Linked DNA regions of Sus scrofa: region 1 is linked to region 2. A link is a contact called in public HiChIP or PLAC-seq data. All regions are on one chromosome and are shown on one strand. Each heading gives the region's core, a stretch centred on a gene start, on an enhancer-like site or on the middle of the called end of the contact. The rest is flanking DNA. Distances are from core to core; before and after follow the strand shown.

Region 1 (4,639 bases), core at 984-3,483, 1.5 Mb before region 2:
TTCTAATTCTTTTTTTTTTTTCTTTTAATGGCCACACCTGCAGCATATGGAAGTTCCTGAGCTAGAGGTTGAATCTGCTGGTCTATGCCACATCTTCTGTGACCTACAGCCAGCTTGCAGCAGCACCGGATCCTTAACACACTGAGCAAGGCCAGGGATTGAACCAACATCCTCATGGATATTATATCGGGTTCTTAACCTCTGAGCCACAACAGGAATTCCAAGATTATTCTAATTCTGATCATCCCTCGATTTTTAAGTGGAAATGCTCTTTTCCTTTTGACCCTGATCTTGTCTTGATGTCAAATGCTTCCCCAAGATAAAACACATTTCGGTGACCTTTACATAAACTAATATTTACAGGTTCTTGATTTGTATAGGGTTACCCAAGCAGAAAAGTGCTGGAAAATATTCTGGAACTTTTTCCCCCTCAGAATAACCCAAGCCAGAACAGCATTCCCAAACATTTAAAATAGGTATAATTTTTTTTTTCTGGTGGCAAGAATATTCTACAGTCTGAGTTCAAGTAATATTTCTGTTCATAGTCTATATTCATTTTCCCACATAGTAAAATAAATCACATTTTCATCATTGTCCTTTTCTTGTCACTACATCCAGCCTCTGTCCAGCCTCTCTTGGGTCTACATGAGACTTTGCCCATTTCATAGCCAATAACATTGGGAAAACATTAAAAGAACAACATGAAAGGGGAAAACAATGGATTTACTATTTATCAGGTGAAATGTCATGTAGCTAAACATTAATTTTTTCACCTTTTCCTCTAATTCCTCTCATAGATGGAGAGAGGAGACGGGAAAAGATGGGGGTGGGGAAGAATCTATGCTAAACTCTAATATAATTGTTCATGGACTAATAACAATCATTTTCTCTCCCATCATTTCTTACATGGTACTAGGTGTCAAATTTACCAGTTCTCTTATCATAGTAAAAAGTATTATGGGGGCAGGTCACTAAGAGAATGTAGCTGAGCTGTGGAATTTCTTACTAGTTAAACTTTCTAGTTTTCTAATTTATGAGAAAACGTAGGTATTGGATCAAATTAAGTTATATATATATATATATTTTTTTTTTTTTTGTCTTTTTGCTATTTCTTTGGGCCGCTCCCGCGGCATATGGAGGTTCCCAGGCTAGGGGTCCAATCGGAGCTGTAGCCACCGGCCTACGCCAGAGCCACAGCAACGCGGGATCCGAGCCGCGTCTGCAACCTACACCACAGCTCAGGGCAACGCCGGATCATTAACCCACTGAGCAAGGGCAGGGATCGAACCCTCAACCTCATGGTTCCTAGTCGGATTCGTTAACCACTGTGCCACGACGGGAACTCCTAAGTTATATATTTTAACTCTGACTTAATGGTATTTATTAATATGCTAACAATTCATTAAATTTAACATTAAATATAAACTTTAAATATTCTAATAATCCAGTCTAATACTAATGAAGAAGGATGGCAGTGGGCGCATGTTCTGGAATTTTCTTTTTTCTCTGCTTCTTTCGTCATTCAGTAAATAAGAAGCAAGCATCAACTATGGACCATGCACCAGCTGAGGATAAGCTGTAAACTCCGTGAGCTCCTGCCCCAGTTAGCTTCTTTCATTGAAGACACGTGTACGAATTCTGAGTTCAAACCTTACTTCTTCCAAACCACCGGGTTCAAAAGTAAACTTGCCCCTACAGAAACTTCTTAATGCGCGATTAGGCAATGGCTCATGAGAACACTCATCTAGACATGAATCATCACGCAATCAGACTTGAATAAATAAACACCATCAAGAAAGAAATGTATTTACCAAGTCCCGCAAGGTGGTCAGAGTAGGGGCAAGGGTTCCGGAGAGGGTGAGAGGAAAGGCAGGTGTACCTAGGTTTGAGGGAGGTGGAATTTGAAAGGTAGGTTGGGGTCAAACACACACATTTACCATTGAAATCGTTGACTCAATCATGTCACCATGAAATTTCTCTCAGAGATTGAGGAGGGTTGAAAGGAAGCAAAAACTGGCTCGAATTTTGAGGATACATTTTGGCACTGGAAGTCCTCCACTCCGAATCCGATAGCGTCCACTGGAGGGTTCAAGAAACAGCGCGGGAGAAATGGAAGGGGCGGGGGCACTCGCGTTCCTGCGAAGTTTGAGCCGCGCCGGCCACCGTTGGCGGTCACGTGCTGCCCTGCAGCTGCCGCGTAGCTGGTGGGGGCGGCTCTGCCAGGCGCCGTGCAGGAACGGAGGCGGCAGCCGTGCCATTCTTAAAGGGGCCCAAGGGGAGGCGAAAGGCTGCTGACGGCCGGAAGGAAAATGGTGAGTTGCTGCCGGGGAGGGCGGGGGCCGGAGGGCTGGGCCAGCCCGCCGGGCTTTCCTGTTTGCCGAAGCCGGTATCGGCGGGCAGCGCCCCGGGTGGGTCGGCGGCCGCTTCCGGCCTGGCTGCTGGTAGTTTCTCTCTTGCTGCGAGTTGGCCCCCGCCCGCCGCCGCTGCCGCCTTTGCCAAGGGCAGCATCCTCCTGCCGGGCCCGGAGTCGACTCGCCCAGCAGGCTCGGGGACTGGGGTGCGGCCAGTAGGGGTGGGTCATGCTCACCGCGTCCTTCTGGATGGGGAGGTGGGGGCGGCTTCTAGCTTTTGCGCTGAAGGGTCAGAGGGGCCGGGGGTCTGGTCCTTCGGAGGAACTCCCCCAAACACCTGCTTCTCTGCAGGCCCGAGGGACCGGCAGGCGCCGAGTACCTTCCGCCTGGCCGCCTTTGCGGGGAAGGCTCGAATTTTGATTCCGTTCTTTCGGCATCGCGTTAAGCTTCCTGACGTGCTTCTAATGATTTTTCCTTATCCTTGCTTTCTTCGAGTTATGGCAGTTGGAAACCTTTCGACCCAGCGCTTTGACGCTTGATTTTAAAGTGACTGTCAAAAGCTTTCGTTTTTTGTGTCTGGGGGCTCTCGCTTCCTTTCTTGTGTGGTTTCGACCCCACGCGCAAAAATAAAGTGGATGATTTCACTGATTGCCCAAGCCGGGGTCTCCTGAATCTTTCTCATGGGATTTAAGAATATGCTTCTCATTTCTGTAATTAGAAATAAAACACAAAATTCCTGCTGTCCTTTTCTCTAACTCCCCATTCATTTTTCAACCCACCTTCATCGAATATATTTCATGGTCACTAAATCCAAGGGACTCTCTTCAATTCTCATCTTTCCTTATCTGTATTCTCAGTGTTGATCATGCTCTCCTCTTTGAAACATTCTCTTCCTTTGTGCTTCCCCCTTGGCTTCTAGAATACAAAACTCATTTTTCTTCTCTTGTTGGTCTGTCTGTGTCCCATGCAGCTCTCCTTCCCTGTACATCACAAGGAGTCCTGAGCTCTATCCTAATGCTTCATTTTCCATTCTGTATTCTTTCTCTCCTTTCTACATTCATTAGTTTCAGTTACTACCTACCTATGTGTAGATGACTTGTGAATTTGTATTGCAAATGTTGCTTCTGAGATCAGCCCTACCTATCCTGCTCTTTAGTTAGCATCCCCTGGAAAGAAAGCTTTCCCCACTTGAGTGCCTTAGAGCCTGCTTAGTGTCCAAAATAGAACTCCTTTTTCCCCTCAAACTTGGTCTTCCTCAGTGTTCCTTAACTTAGTGAAAGGTAGCACCATTTAAGTCTACTACACAAGCAAGAAGCCTAGGAGTCACATTTGTACTAATCCACGCCACCCAGTCTGTCCCAGCTCCTTTGTAGTGGTTAAGAGAGGGGGCTAAAGTCAGGCTGTCTGGGTTGAATCCTGGCTTCCATGGTTGTATAATTTTGGGAAAGATAGTTAACCTCTCTAAGCCTTAGTTTCTTGCAAAATGAGGATAATATGATACCCATTTCTTGGGGTTGTTTTGAGGATGAAGGGAGATCCATGTAAAGGACGTACAGCAGTGTTTTTTCTCATAGTGTTTAATACATATTAACAATTTCATTAGCAGTATTCACCTACTTCTCTTTATCCTCATCAACCTACTTTTTGTCTCTCATCTGGACTAGTCTTACCAGTTAACTTGTTTTGTTCTATTCATCCTGGCTCTCTGTTTCCTGCATACAGATCTGGTCAATTCCCTTGTCACCACCTGCTTAAAACACTTAGTGGCTTCCCTTTGCTCATAGGATGGAGACTAGTATATTTAATATGACCCACTGGGCCCTGTGTGGTCCAGCCCCTGCTAACCTCCTCTTGTACATGTTACAGCTCATTCTCTGTGCCTGAGTCACACTGACCTTTCATTGTATTAGATGTGCTGTGCTCACTTTAATCAAAGTGTCTCTGCCTAGGCAATTTTGTTCCTTTACATGCCTTTTTCAGACCGTGCTGTTGATCACTAGTCCTAAGTATTTGTAGCATGAAGTGTCTCTCCTTTCTAACTCTTAGCCTAGGTACAAACAAGAATATATTTTTTCACGTGATGATTTTGATGTTATCTGTTCTCCTATAGACTTTATAAAAAGCTCCTTAAAGGCAGGCCCATATTTTTAATCTATGTGTTTTATACAATTGTATCCTTAGCACTTAGCACAGGCTGACACTCATTAAATGTTCATTGTGTATTTAAACCAATAAATGACCACTTGAACTCAACTCTCCATTTAACTTTGTGTGTTAATTTTTACCAT
Region 2 (4,555 bases), core at 1,923-4,422:
GTATGGAAACAACCTAAGCATCTATCAATGGATAAATGGGATAAAGAAGTTGTAGTAAACACACACAATAGCCTATTGTTCAGCCATGAGAGGGGAAATCCAGCCATTTACTACAACATGGATGGGCCTTGAGGGCACTATGCTAAGTAGAGTAAGCCAGACAGAGAAAGACAAATATTGTATGATGTCAATTATACGTGGAGTGATTTAAAAAAAGTCAAATTCATAGAAACAGAGAGTAGAAAGGTGGTTACAAAGGGATAGGGAAAGTAGGGAGAGGTGGTAAGAGTATAGAATTTCATGAATAAGGTGTGAGGATCTAAGGTGTAACGTGGTAACCATAGTTGATAACACTGCATTTTATCAGCGTTATTTGCTAAGAGAGTTGAACTTAAATGCTCTTACCAAGGGAGGGGAAAAAGTGCAAATATGTGAGATGGTAGATGTGTTAATTGACTTGACAGGGAGGATCCTTTAACAACATATATGACATATATATGTCTAATCACCAAGACAAACACTTTAAATAATCTTACAATTTTATTTGTCAATTATACCTCAATAAAACTGGGGAAAAATACAATGAAGTTAAAATTTTTTCTTATACAGTGATTGTTTTTGATTATAAGTTTGTTAGAAATTTGTTTGGGCAAGAGTTTGAGTCTTATGGAATAGAGCCTTCATCTTGAGAATACAGACTTTTTTTTGTTTGTTTTGTTTTTTGTTTTTTGTCTTTTTAGGGCTGCACCCACAGCATATGGAGGTTCCCAGGTTAGGGGTAGAATCGGAGCTATAGCTGTAGGCCTACACTGCAGTCACAGCAACATGCGATCTGAGCCTCGTCTGCAACCTACACCACAGCTCGCGGCAATGCCAGATCCTTAACCCACTGAGCGAGGCCAGGGATCAAACCCGAGTCCTCATGGATGCTAGTTGCGTTCGTTAACCAGTGAGCCACGACGGGAACTCCTAGACGCTTTTAAACTCTCCCAAATTATGGGCTATTTCATCAGAGCGAAATGAAGAGCTGACTCATGCTCAAATTCCTTCTTTCTGCAATTTTAGGTTATTATTCATTTAGTTTCCCCAATTTTTATACGGTGTCTTTCATTTTTGATGACCTAAACTTCAGATGTTGACACCCTGGCCATGTGAAATGTATTCATTCACTTTACAAACATGCAAAGAGAAGCTCCTTGTTAAGATTTCTGGGAGTCACAGGGATGTTTGAGACATAATCCCTAGTTAAGGAGTTAAATGAGATTACAGTTCAGTTGTAGAAATAAAGAAATGTCATAAAAGATTACATGCAAAATTCCATGGGGTGTCCACCCATGTGCAGGGACTGGACCTTACACATATTTATATCTCTAATATCAGGTTCAGTCTGGCATAGCGTAAATTTATTGAATTCAAATTCAAGTAGGCATTGGAATGGGTGAAGAGGAAACCAAGAAGATCCACAGATGAGGGATCAGGTGAGCTGGGTCTGGCCCCAGAGGAATAAGTAGAGATCCTGCACAGTACAGTGAAAAAATAACTTTCTGGGTAAAGAGATTGTATTAACACCTTCATGTAACATGCTGTAGATATTAAGATCAGAGCTTCTCCTGTCCACCAGGATCTCAGATGACTAGTGACTTTTTAATTACATGTCGGTTCACTTGGCAGCGATGGACAGAGCATAGGATTAGAGTCTCGCTTCTACCATCCCAAGTGATTTTGAATAATGCATACAATTTTCTATGCCTATTTTTCTCAGCTAGAAAATTGGAATATAATACCTATTTGGGGCCTACCATATCCTAGAGTTACTTCAATAAGGGATGAACAAAAGAAAACAAAACAGGTAGTTCCCATTGTGTCTCAGCGGTAAGGAACCCAACTAGGATCCAAGAGGACGCACTAGGACGTGAGCCCATCCCTAGCCTCCCTTAGTGGGTTAAGGATCCCATGGTTGTGGGGAGCTGGGGTGTAGGTCACAGACACATTGTTGCTGTGGCTGTGGTGTAGGCTGGTAGCTTACAGCTTGGATTCCACCCCTAGCCTGGGAACTTTCATATGCCACAGGTGTGGCTCTAAATAGACAAAAAACACCCACAAAACCAAAACCAAAAATCCCCCAAAAACCCGAAAAACAAAAAACCAATTTACAAAAAAATGTTTTCTGAACTATTTCATTCTAACGTAATGTGTAAGATGTTGGAAAGCTTTGTAGTTTCACAGTGAAAATTTCTTCCTTTAAAAAAAAGCTAATAGACTAGTTTCATGGCTGGGATCAGAGGACCTGGCTCTATCACTGCTCAGTTCCAGTTCCAGTCCACATCTCCTCCCCTCTCTAGGCCAGTTTCCTCCTATAAAATAGAGTACTTGCCACATTTGACTATGAAATATGACTAGTTCATATGACATACACATCAGGTTTCAAAGATAAACAAATGTAAAATATTTTATGACATTGAATATGGAGTCTATTTTGAAATATTTTGCAATATTGGTTTAAATGAAATCTATTATTAAAATTAACTTCACCTGTTTCTTTTTGCTCTTCTGATGTGACTACTAGAAAATCTAAATTACCTAGGCATCCCTGGTCTGGATGATTACGAACATCCCTTTCAGTTTTAAGGCTCAGTCAGGGCCACTGTGGACACGTAATTCACGGTCTTATTTCCTCTCATTGAGATGCGGAAGGATCGGCTGGGAGGCAATCGGTTGGGGGCGGCTCCGTGCCGGAAGACACTGACTCTCTTCGGCTTTCGCTCGGGCTTTCGGAGCTGGAAGGACCCAGACTTCCGCGCGAAGCTGGGGCAGGGGGAGCCGGGTCAAGTCTACAGGCCCCAGGAGTTAAGGGGGCGGGGGCGCGGGGGCCCAGGGGCGGGCGCGGCGCGCCGGGCGGGGCCGAGCGGAGGAGCGGCTTGGTGCGTCAGCCTCACGAGCAGGGAAGGAAGCGGGTTCCAGGCCCCCGGCGGCCGGCGCGGGCGCCCCAGCACGTCCACAAGCTGAGCCGGGAGGTGGCGGCCGCTGAGGGGCGGGGGAACCGAGGGCGGGCCTGGGAGGCGGCCGGGAGGTGGGGCGCGGCCGGGGGCCGGGCCGCGCGGGCTTCATCTGCGGCCGCACGGCCTGCGCCCAGGCGCTGGGGACTCCGAGGCGCGGCGGGACGAACGTCAGAAGAGGTTATGGGCCACCGCTGGGGCTTCCTGATCGTCTTCCTGGGCGCCGTGGGGCTGCTGGGCTCGGGCTACGGCAGGCAGCAGCCCTCGGAAACGGCGGCGCAGAGGTGCTTCTGCCAGGTGAGGGGTGTGCGCGGCTGGGCTGCGGGTCCTGGGACCCCCCCGCCTCCGCCGGGCGCCCGGTCAGCGCGCCCCGGCAGGCGGGGGCGGGGGGTGCGTCTCTGCATCTCCACCCTTCCAGAAGGAGCCTCTGTGCTTCTGCTCCGCTGTCGGGGCTGAATCCTCTGCACCTCGCCTGGGTTGGTGTGAACCGGTAGCCCTCTGCACCCTGAAACGACGTCGGCACACGCTCCCGCGCTTCCGATCAGGCGTGGGGCGAGAGGTATAGGGGCACGGCTGCCTGTTTTTACCCGACTGGCTTGTGCATCTTTGTTGGTCTTCCCTGCCTGGGGAGGGTGTACACACACACACTCAGTATTTGCTATTTTCGCAGAACTTGGGTCTTGCTGACTTCCAGTTTGACCTGGAACTGTGTGCGCCGTGCCTGTGCTGGGGGCAAAGGCAGCCTCTCTGGCCAGGACTGTCTTCTGCTGAGGGGTTGCCCTCAGATCTCCTTGTCAGGCCGGGGAAGAGCTTAGTGTGGCTTTTCTGTATCGAAGCCTACCTGCCTGGTGTCTTTGGGGCTGCGGTTGCCCTATGACTCCTAGCCCTGCGTGCCCTTTCTTTTCTTTTTTCTGAATGCGGTGGGACTCTCATAACGTGACACCCGTACTACTGGCCTGAATTGGGAGAACGGTCGTCAGTACACAAGTGTGATTACAAGCTAATTATGGTCATTTCCTCCTGTTAGTAAGAGATGTGGATTCCTTGAGCAAAAAATTCAAAGAAATTTACAGGATTTTGGTATCCACAATATCTGACAGTTTAATATCATTATTCTTAAAGTCACCATTTGCTTTGTTGATAAAAAATACATTTTGTGCAAAATTGAGGGATGATTATCCAAATTGCTCTTTTTAAGTAGACTATTAACTTGTTAGAAATAACATTTTATGTGTGTAGGGGTGGTAATACTGTTTCACAGAGGAAAGAAGCATTTTAAATATATAAGAAGAGGTATCATCTCTTTCACTGCTTTAAATTCTTGGACTTCATTGTTTTGCCGAGTGATATGGAAGTTTTGGTGATAGATGGGAAGGTATAAGAGAAATGGAAAGAAAACTACTGCTTTATAACTATGAGATTGAAAGGTCTTTTACCTTCAGTGATTGTAAATAGCGCACAATCAAGTGCTTAAAGGGTAATTTTTCTTCTTATTACAAATATAATGTATCACAAAGTTTAAACATTCAAAAAAAAGTAATTTAGAATTAAGTCGACTT

The links. HiChIP or PLAC-seq counts read pairs in DNA pulled down with a chosen protein or histone mark.
Region 1: an H3K27ac HiChIP or PLAC-seq map of alveolar macrophages shows a contact between it and region 2. The contact joins the promoter of GMFB here to the promoter of ERO1A in region 2. A contact is called at or near these places in 1 of 5 promoter capture datasets (liver) and 1 of 2 datasets of contacts at active chromatin or transcription factors (alveolar macrophages).

Annotation. Positions count from the first base shown.
Region 1 is chr1:183,860,928-183,865,566 of Sscrofa11.1, reverse strand. GMFB (glia maturation factor, beta) reads left to right here and starts at 2,233. Exons shown (of 7, transcript NM_001244461.1): 1 at 2,233-2,312. The coding sequence starts at 2,310. CGRRF1 (cell growth regulator with RING finger domain protein 1) reads right to left here and starts at 2,108. Exons shown (of 11, transcript XR_002346942.1): 1 at 1,938-2,108.
Region 2 is chr1:182,316,764-182,321,318 of Sscrofa11.1, reverse strand. It overlaps ERO1A (endoplasmic reticulum oxidoreductase 1 alpha), which reads left to right and starts at 3,172. Exons shown (of 16, transcript NM_001137627.1): 1 at 3,172-3,293. The coding sequence starts at 3,180.